2 separate regions of the Acanthopagrus latus genome follow, and region 2 is linked to region 1. The links are chromatin contacts, called in public Hi-C maps. All regions are on one chromosome and are shown on one strand. The core of a region is the stretch at or near the end of the contact, and the rest is flanking DNA. Distances in the headings are between cores, read along the strand shown. Region 1 holds the start of efcab14 (EF-hand calcium-binding domain-containing protein 14). Region 2 holds the start of LOC119011561 (cAMP-dependent protein kinase catalytic subunit beta).

Region 1 (4,390 bases), core at 1-2,500:
TGATGTTAGTCATAATTTTAACAATTGCTTAATTAGTTATTTATAATATATCATTGATTGTTAACAATCCTATAACTATTAACTATAAATATACCATTGATTAATGATGGTTATTATAAAGTGTTGACTTTTCAGCACTTTTTGTTTGTATCAAATAGGTTCAAAATGATGCCATGATTAAATCATGTTCACCTATCAGTTAATAACTAAAAAAAAAAAAAAAAAAAAAAAAAGAAAAACATATCTAGAAAGACCAATACTGCAAACAGAAAAATTTTTTTGAAAAAAATATTTAACATTAAAGGGGTGCAATGTAGTTTTGGAGGGTAAAGTCAGAGTCAGAATTTTAATACTAACAATTTTTATTTGTAATAATACTAAGTTAGAAGTATTTTTCCATAACTGAGTAAATAAATAGTTCCCAGAGGAAAATAACATCCCCAGCTGGAAAGGTGGCAGGGTCCGCCAAATATAAACACAGTCAAACAGTATGAAATTCTATTGTGCTTTGAAAACAGTCTTGTTATTCAGTTATGGAAATGAAAACAGATTATATATTTAGTTTGTTTAGATATAGAAATGTTGTTGTTTTTTAGTCAGTCAGTGGAGATGGAGATGGTCTTTCTCTTTTTATTCAAAATCTCTTCCCCAAACTATATAATGCGCCTTTAAAGATGACCTGCTTTTCACTGGGATTATTTCACTGGACCTTGAAATTAGCTCCATGATTAAAGAAAAGAAAAGAAAAATCCTGGGTATTTAATGAGCAGAAAAAAGCTTAATGCAAAAAAACAATAAACACACTCAAATGAAGTGTGTAATTCATACTGTAAGATTAATTAAATTTACTTTTAAGTGGGAAAATAAAATAAAATTGACAGTGAGTGACTACAGATAGTCAGGTTTGCAATTAGCTATTTGGCACCTAGCAAGACTTTTATTTAAAGAGCACTGTCAATTTTAGCTGGTTACCTGTCCTGGAAGTCCTTCTTGTTGTCTTTAGCTTGTTAAATCGATGACTGATATCGCCATCTCCGTTTTCTACTTTTTCTAATTTAATTTACTAACACTACATTAAATTCTTCATGACATTGAGCTGTAACTGTGTGGAGAAAGAGGCTGTCGCTGGCAGGTGGTGTTGTGCTCTCTGTCGCTCCCCGGCCGAACACGGCACAGGAAGTTGTAGCTGCTTTTTGAACCAATCAGCTGCGAGGTTACTTGGACGCCCAGCCCAAACAATACAGACAGCAGGACAGATTGCAGGAAACACAGTGCCGCATATTGTGATGTTATGATAGATAGGTTTTTACTCTGTTTATCTTTTTTTAAAGGCATTTCGCGGTGCTTGTAAACTGAGCGACGTCGGTACAGGTGGTTATAAACCACGCCGAGACGATGTGACAGCACAGTAGCGACAGACAGCAGTTGTTAGCTATCGTTAGCAAGGTGTCAGATGCTACCAGAGTTAGCTAACGGATGGTATGCGATTACCGGCAGCTAGTAGAAAAAGTTGTTTTGGAGACGCTTTTTTGGGAGAGTAGCGAAAGTCTGATCAGCTGTTGAACGTTAATATTAATATATAAGTGTAACTGAGCAGGACACCCAGCCGGTGAAGTCCGATGTGTATATATCCGTTAGCAACCTTGCATGGTTGAAATTCAAGCTAGCAAGAGAACGTTAGCTTAGCCGCTACATAAACGACAACATCTACCAAACTGGACAAAACTTTGGATTTAGTCGGATTTAAATCGGGCTCGGCAGGTTCGCTGACCCCTCAGAAGAAGATGAAGAAGAGGAAGGAGTTGAACGCCCTGATCGGACTCGGGGACAGCAAGAGGAAGAAGACTAAAAAGGGCTCTGGTCACCGACTTCTCCGAACCGAGCCGCCGGACTCGGAGTCCGACTCGAGCTCGGACGGAGACGAGTTCAACAGCCTGAGCAGCGGAGCTAACTTTGGGAAGTGAGTAAAAATTTTAACAAGGCTTTGTTGTCGTGAAAGATAAAGTGTGGTCGTGTTTTTGTTCAGGCAATACCGCCAGTATTGCAACTTGCTGCGTATTAACTCCCCAAAGTATGGGTGACCTGAATATGAACGAGTTAAACAAGATGGTAGAATCAACAGGTTTACAGGACACTGGATTCAACAGCCATTTAAACTTTGCATGTTTGCTAATGTGTTTGTAATGATATAGTTAACCTGTTTTTTTTTTTCCAGGTTATTTTGGTACTTATTGCTTCATTTTCATTCACTCAACGTCTTGCTGAAGAATCATATTTAAAAAAAAAAAAAAAAAAATTGAAACAAAGAGTAGGATTTTACAGCAACACGGTTTGTGAGACTAAAACCACACAGAGAAAATATGAGTGTCGCCAAATCAATGCACTTGCTCTTTTCCTGTGGTCAGATTAAACACAGGCTGTGCACTAAGAACATAGAACATAGTCTGGCTTTTTTTCTGTATCTTATTAGCCAAATTAGAAGTAATCAATATTACATTCAGCATGAGTATGATATGATAATACTGTATGACAAAGCACCAGTATTTATCATTTTTCCCATAATTCCCATGACACAGCATGCCGTCTTCTGAAAATATCTCCTTCATTAAAAATGAAAGAGGCTCTAACATGATCATGTTTCTACTCCTTACAGAAGAAGCTACACACAGTGCTGCAATGTGTGCTACCCCCTGTTTCTGTTCATCATACTAGCTGCCTGCGTCATGGCCTGTGCTGGACTCATATGGATGCAGATTGCTCTGAAAGAAGATCTAGATGCACTGAAAGAAAAGCTGCACAGCAGTAAGACTTATTGTCACACACACACACACACGCAAATTAACCTTGTGACATTTATAAAAGCTCTGTGCCTTTTGGAAACATATCTTTTTATATCAAGCTCTTTGTCTTTCATAACATATTCTAATGTGTTACAACAGTGGAATCCAGCCAGAAGGCATCATCAAGTGAAATACCAAAACTAAATGAGGACCTGAAAAATAAGGAGAGAAAGCTTGAAGACCTTGAAAATGGGGACAAGGGGTTGAGCAAGCTTTGGTCTAACCTCACAGAAATTAATCATAAGGTTAGTTATTTTCATCAATACGGGTTTTGGAGCCATTGTAACACATTCACACAGTGAAGCAAGAACTAGAGCTCATTATAAATTGTTAGACAATATCTTGTCTCAGCTTCTCAAACTTCAGTAAATGCACTTTTGATATTTTACTGCTGAGAATCCTTGTTAAATATGAAATATACATCTGGTAGTAACTCAAAGGAAAGAAATTATGTCAGCATGAATAGTGAACAATTTTGCGTAGTTGTCTCGGGTTTGTGTAAACAAAGAATGTGAAAGTGCGAGCAGTACATTTTTCACATGCTACAGCAACAACATATTTAAAATGTAGAGAAACAAATCCTCGTACCTTGCCTACAATACAACAGCCAGTCAAGCAAGTATGCAGTTGTTCCTGCAAAATACAATTTTGAAGCTTAAATGCACAATATTTTTATTCTATTTCTCCCTATAGTCTCAATGTTGAATTCACTAAGTTACAGTAAAAAAGTGAAGAGCTAGATAGAGTAATTATTCCGTCTCAGAGATGTATCTCAATGTGTTGTGTCACTTTGTTCCTGCAGATCAGTCTGTTGGACTCTGCTGTAAACCATTTAAAGGCTAACTTGAAATCAGCTGCTGATTTAATTAGCCTTCCCACCACAGTTGAAGAGCTCCAAAAGGTAAAGGCAAAGCAAAATTGGATTAAAAGACAAATTTGGTTGACAGTCTATTATAAAAACTCTATTTATGCTTTCATAAGTGACCTCACAGAGTGTTCTTTTTTTCCTTACCAGAGTGTTGCAACAATTGGCAGCACACTAACAAGTGTACAGCACGATGTAAAGACTATGCAGGCTGCTCTCGAAAATCAGAAGAAAGACGACGACTTAAAGAAGACAATGGTAAATTCAAGATGGTGACATTTGTAATTGTTTCTAATTTTGACGATTGTTATGAGAGCCTGTTCAGATTAAATTGGACGTGAGTGCTTGCAAACCGAAACGTATGTCCCAGGACTCCAAATACTCATCTCTATGAGTACTTGGAGATTATTGTGAGGGTTTCATATTACCTACTTTAGTTCATGTCTTTTATCTGTTAAGGGAATTTTTATCTTTTATTTTGTTTGTTTTTCTGCGGCTTACGAACATAATTTGAAGTTGCGTACCTTCATACTGTAAACAATATGGATCTGCTAGCTCTCGTATTTCACTTGAGCAAAGCTGATGGATTTTTAATGAGCCCAATTCAAGCTGGATTTCTCTTATTTTGTGCGACAGCTTGGCTTTTTTTCTTTTTGCTTACATCTCTACACACTATGCAAGAATC
Region 2 (4,297 bases), core at 1,512-4,011, 180 kb before region 1:
GAACCACACAACATCCACAAAGGCAAAATACTCCCCAGTCTACTACAGAAACTCTAACTTGTTAAATAATAGGAGGCATTTTTGTTCGCACAAAGTCTCTACAACATTTTGCACCTTGAGAGACAAAACAAATGGTCCAAAGCCGTCACAGTTGGCCAACCCTTCCTGACAGCAGTGCCAAAATCCAGACAAGCATAACATGGTTTGGTTATGTCGGCCTGTCCTGTTACACTACAGAGTGAAACACAATACATGGGCACAGTGAAATAAAATAGGTGTCATGATGGCAGCTGTTTAATCTCCCTGTGCAAGTGTGACTGCTTTGGTGTGGTTCCAGCTAATGGCAGCTATATACAGTAAACACAGGTACACAAGTTATATACAGCACTGTACAGTAGGTAACCAGGTCGTCTTGTCAGAGCGGCTACACACCTGGCAAATCTGCAGCTCAGGGCACAGTGTCAGCTTAGACAGGTTTAACAGTTAGCCATGCCGCAGGATCTAAGGATCATTGTTACACTCAAAAGAAATACTTGGCAGTATGGGGAACTATTGCTGATCTGATCATCTCTGTCTGTCTTGGTGTCTGTGGCTGGCGCTGCCTGGCTGTGCCTGCCTGGTCTCCCTCAACAGGTTAATAAATCTCACAGGAGCGTAATCACCACATCATAAAGTGAAGCTACTTTAAACAAACTAAGTGAACACATATGCGTGTTTTTGAAGATTATAAAAAAAAAAAAAATGCACGAAAGCGGAGAGGATTTCAGTGCAGGTGGGGCTGATTTTAAGTCGTCAGACGTAATTAATTCTGTATGAATCAATAACCATCTACAGCTTTTATATGTTTACAACCAGGCATAGGGAAACATGTCTGATTTATCACACAGGGATGCTCGATGATGACAAGCTGCACGCATCAAAGTATATGAGCGCAAAGTAACACCGGCCTAGGCCCAGTTACGTCAAACCTTTGAAAGCTTGTAATACCCCTTATCCTCTGACGAAGGTCTGATGACAAGCTGCTCCAGTCAATGACGAGCTGAGTGTGAGAAGTGAGCCGTGATGGACCTTTACCACGGCAAGATTAGAAAAGGGGCTCTAAATAAAACACACGGGGACGCAATTCAAGTGTGTTTGCGTGAGGGTGTGTGCGTGCAGGGAGGACAGTAGTAAGGTCCCAGTTTTATGAATGGAAAGAGGGCATTTGTCATTTCTTCACCATATTTGGTCACAGTGCTGTACAGAGGGAAAGCTTTGTTTATGCAGCCCAGAATAAAAATGTGGCAGTGAAGCCCAAGGCAGAAACAGTCCCACACTGCCTTCAAGTTTAAATTTATTGCCCATTTATAAACAAGCACTCACGGGTTTGTGGTTTATTGCTGCACATTCAAGATTCAGCATTGCACAAGTTTGTGTCTGATGCAGCTAGCTGTGCTTGACTGAAGCTGCAGCTGAACAAAAAACACACCTAATAAACGCATCCTGGTTGAGGTGACACCACAGAGGAGAGGATGGAGATGGAAATCCATTATATTTAAGGCTTTTTTTTTTAGATGGGAAGCGACTGCACTGCACGGCGAGGCTAACTGTGAGTGGGTCTGTGTGCAGGCCTGAACAGCTACCACCATCAAGAGGCAATGAAATGACAGGGGCCTTGTAAGGGCTAATCCCCCCTCCTCATAGCTAAAGTTAGCAGGCTAGCTGGTCACCAAGCCTGATCCTTCCGTGTGCTCCACTTGGCATGCAAAACAGCCTTAAAACGCGTGAAACCATCGATATGTAGGGGATTTGTCGATGAGCACTGCTTTCACGTTTCTCTAATGGGCTTTTATTGGCTCCTAACACTCCTGTCAGTTGCCCCACCACCTCTCCTCCCTCCCTTCTCCACCCCCCCATCTTTCAGCCAAGACAACCACAACATCCATGAGATCTTGTTGCTGCTAGCTAACATAGCAAGGCCACCTTTTTCTGTACATTTCCGTGAAAAAATATAATTTAACAATTAACACCAACATGGTCATGTATCTTCAGCTACAGGGCGAGTGTTTGCAGTAGCTGGTGGGGATAGATGTGCGGGGGATGACGGACGGGGGACGGCCCTCCTCTGCTTTACTGTAGCTGGACAGTTTATAACAAGCTAGCTATCCACGTTAAAAGAGGCTTTGGTTGAGTGTGAAACACCTAAATTCAACATTAAAAAAAAACAATACAATTGAGGGCGGATGACAGCCCGGACTCACCGCTCTCTAGCTCGTTGCCCTTCTTGGCGGTGGCAGCGTTCCCCATGGTGTGGAAAACACGGCGGTCGCTCCGACTGAGAGGAGATGGCGGTGGCTAGCTAACCTTCCTACGGCGGATACTCCCAAGCTCCTTAAAAAAAATAGGTGAACCACAAACTAATACGAGTGTTTAGTCGGGTTCAAACGTACAGAGATAAAAAGTCCCGTATCCCTCCCAGCGGGACCCCTCGCTCTCCCTCTCCGTCTTCACCGTGAAAGGTTTTTTTTTTCGCTCCTGCTAGTTGAGTAATATCTGTACGGCTGACATGAAGCTAGCGGTCACTTGTGCTTCGGACCAGGCTGCTGCTGCTGCTGCTTCTTCCCCCTCCAACCGTCCACACTCAGCTGCATTCACGGCATGGTTAGGAGTCGGATTGGCCAGAGATGTCTGAGTGAAGATACCAAAGTTGACCCGCTTCCGCGTTTTTCAGGCATCACGATTGCATTCAGAGATAATGGGATGACATTTGAATACTCGTTTGATGACTTTACCAGAGGCTAAATATAACGTTGTTTTTGTTTGACCTGCGCTTTGTAGTTGTTTAATAGGCGCAACTGAGAACAACTGAGCGCTCAGGTGTGTTTGTTTGGCTCTGAGACTGACAGTCGTGATGCCTTCAGGATCTGATATTTTAATCGTTAGCGAGCGAACAATGTTTTTAATTGGCCCCTGTTTGATGAAAAAATATGACCTTGGTAAGTTATAATTAAGGGATAAAAAGTCGAATTATGAGATAGAAAGTGTAAGCTATGATTAAAGTCGAAATGATGAGATAACAAGTCATACTTTGATTAAAACATTCATAATTAGGATATAAAAGGTAGCAATTTTGAGACAAAATGTTTAAATAATAAATAAAAAAGTGGAAATTGTGAAATAAAAAGTCATAGTTATCAACAGTCTGTTAAAATAAAATCTAAATTATGAGATATAAAGACCACATTATTAGATAAAAAGTGAAACATTGAGATTTAAAGTCAAAATGATGTAAAGAAGTCAAACTTTTAAAGTAAGTTATTATATAAAAAAGTCATTATGGTTTTCAAAAAAGTCATTTGTGATGTACAAGGTCACAATTATGAAGTAAAAAGTCTAAATTAATAAAAAAACATTTAATTATGAAATGAAAAGATTACAAGAACTCTAAATTATGAGACATATAGACAAAATTATGAGATTAAAGTCAAAAACTATGAGATAAACAGACATAGTTCTGATTTAAAAGTGAAAATGATGAGATACCGTGTTGTACTTTTTTGATAAAGTCGGTTATTACATAAAAGGTCATCACTATGGTTTAAAAAAATCACAATTATCAGATATAATGTTGTGAATATGAAGTCAAAAGTCTAGATAATAAAATAAAAAAAGTCAAAATTAAGACATAAAATTTGATAAATAAAAACAGAGATATACAGTCTGTTATGGATTTTTAAAAAATCTCAATTATGAGACTCAAACTCAGATTTATGGGCTATAATGTTGAAATTATTAAATACATAATAATCATAATAGTCATAATTGTAAAGTAAAAAGACTACATGGGGGTTGGGGTTGTTGTTGTTTTTTACCCCACACATCTTTTTCTGCATCATCATCTCAATGAATTTCTATATATTAGACAACATATAGGCCTAGCTGAAACCAGTATATCCATGAGACGCCAATATTGGCCAATAATATCAGTCAACCAATACATATCAGTTTGGCTTTATTAAATATGAAAAGCAAATTACAAATCACAAGTTCTCAGATTACCTCAGTAAAAGTACTAATAATAGAAATAATTACACACAAATATATACTCCATTACACGCTAAACACTGGGTTAGATAAAGTGTTGCTCAAGCCTTTTAACTCTAGTTGAAGTTGAGGTTTAAATTAAGATAAAATTAAAGAAGGGAAAGCTCATGAGCAAACCAAATAAGTGTCTTTCTATGACGACTAATCGAGCTGCATGGGCTAAAATTTCAGTATTTAGCAAAATCACTTTTGTTTAGCTGCATATGTATGTGAT

The links. Hi-C and Micro-C count contacts between places; a contact is called where the count stands out from the background.
Region 2: a Hi-C map of muscle shows a contact between it and region 1, with 3 times the contacts expected there. The contact joins the promoter of LOC119011561 here to the promoter of efcab14 in region 1. A contact is called at or near these places in 2 of 4 Hi-C or Micro-C datasets (both in muscle).

The regions. Positions count from the first base shown.
Region 1 is chr21:17,466,248-17,470,637 of fAcaLat1.1, reverse strand. It overlaps efcab14 (EF-hand calcium-binding domain-containing protein 14), which reads left to right and starts at 1,250. Exons shown (of 9, transcript XM_037083414.1): 1 at 1,250-1,960; 2 at 2,654-2,802; 3 at 2,940-3,085; 4 at 3,643-3,741; 5 at 3,856-3,963. The coding sequence starts at 1,785.
Region 2 is chr21:17,643,455-17,647,751 of fAcaLat1.1, reverse strand. LOC119011561 (cAMP-dependent protein kinase catalytic subunit beta) reads right to left here and starts at 2,761. Exons shown (of 10, transcript XM_037084781.1): 1 at 2,241-2,761. The coding sequence starts at 2,286.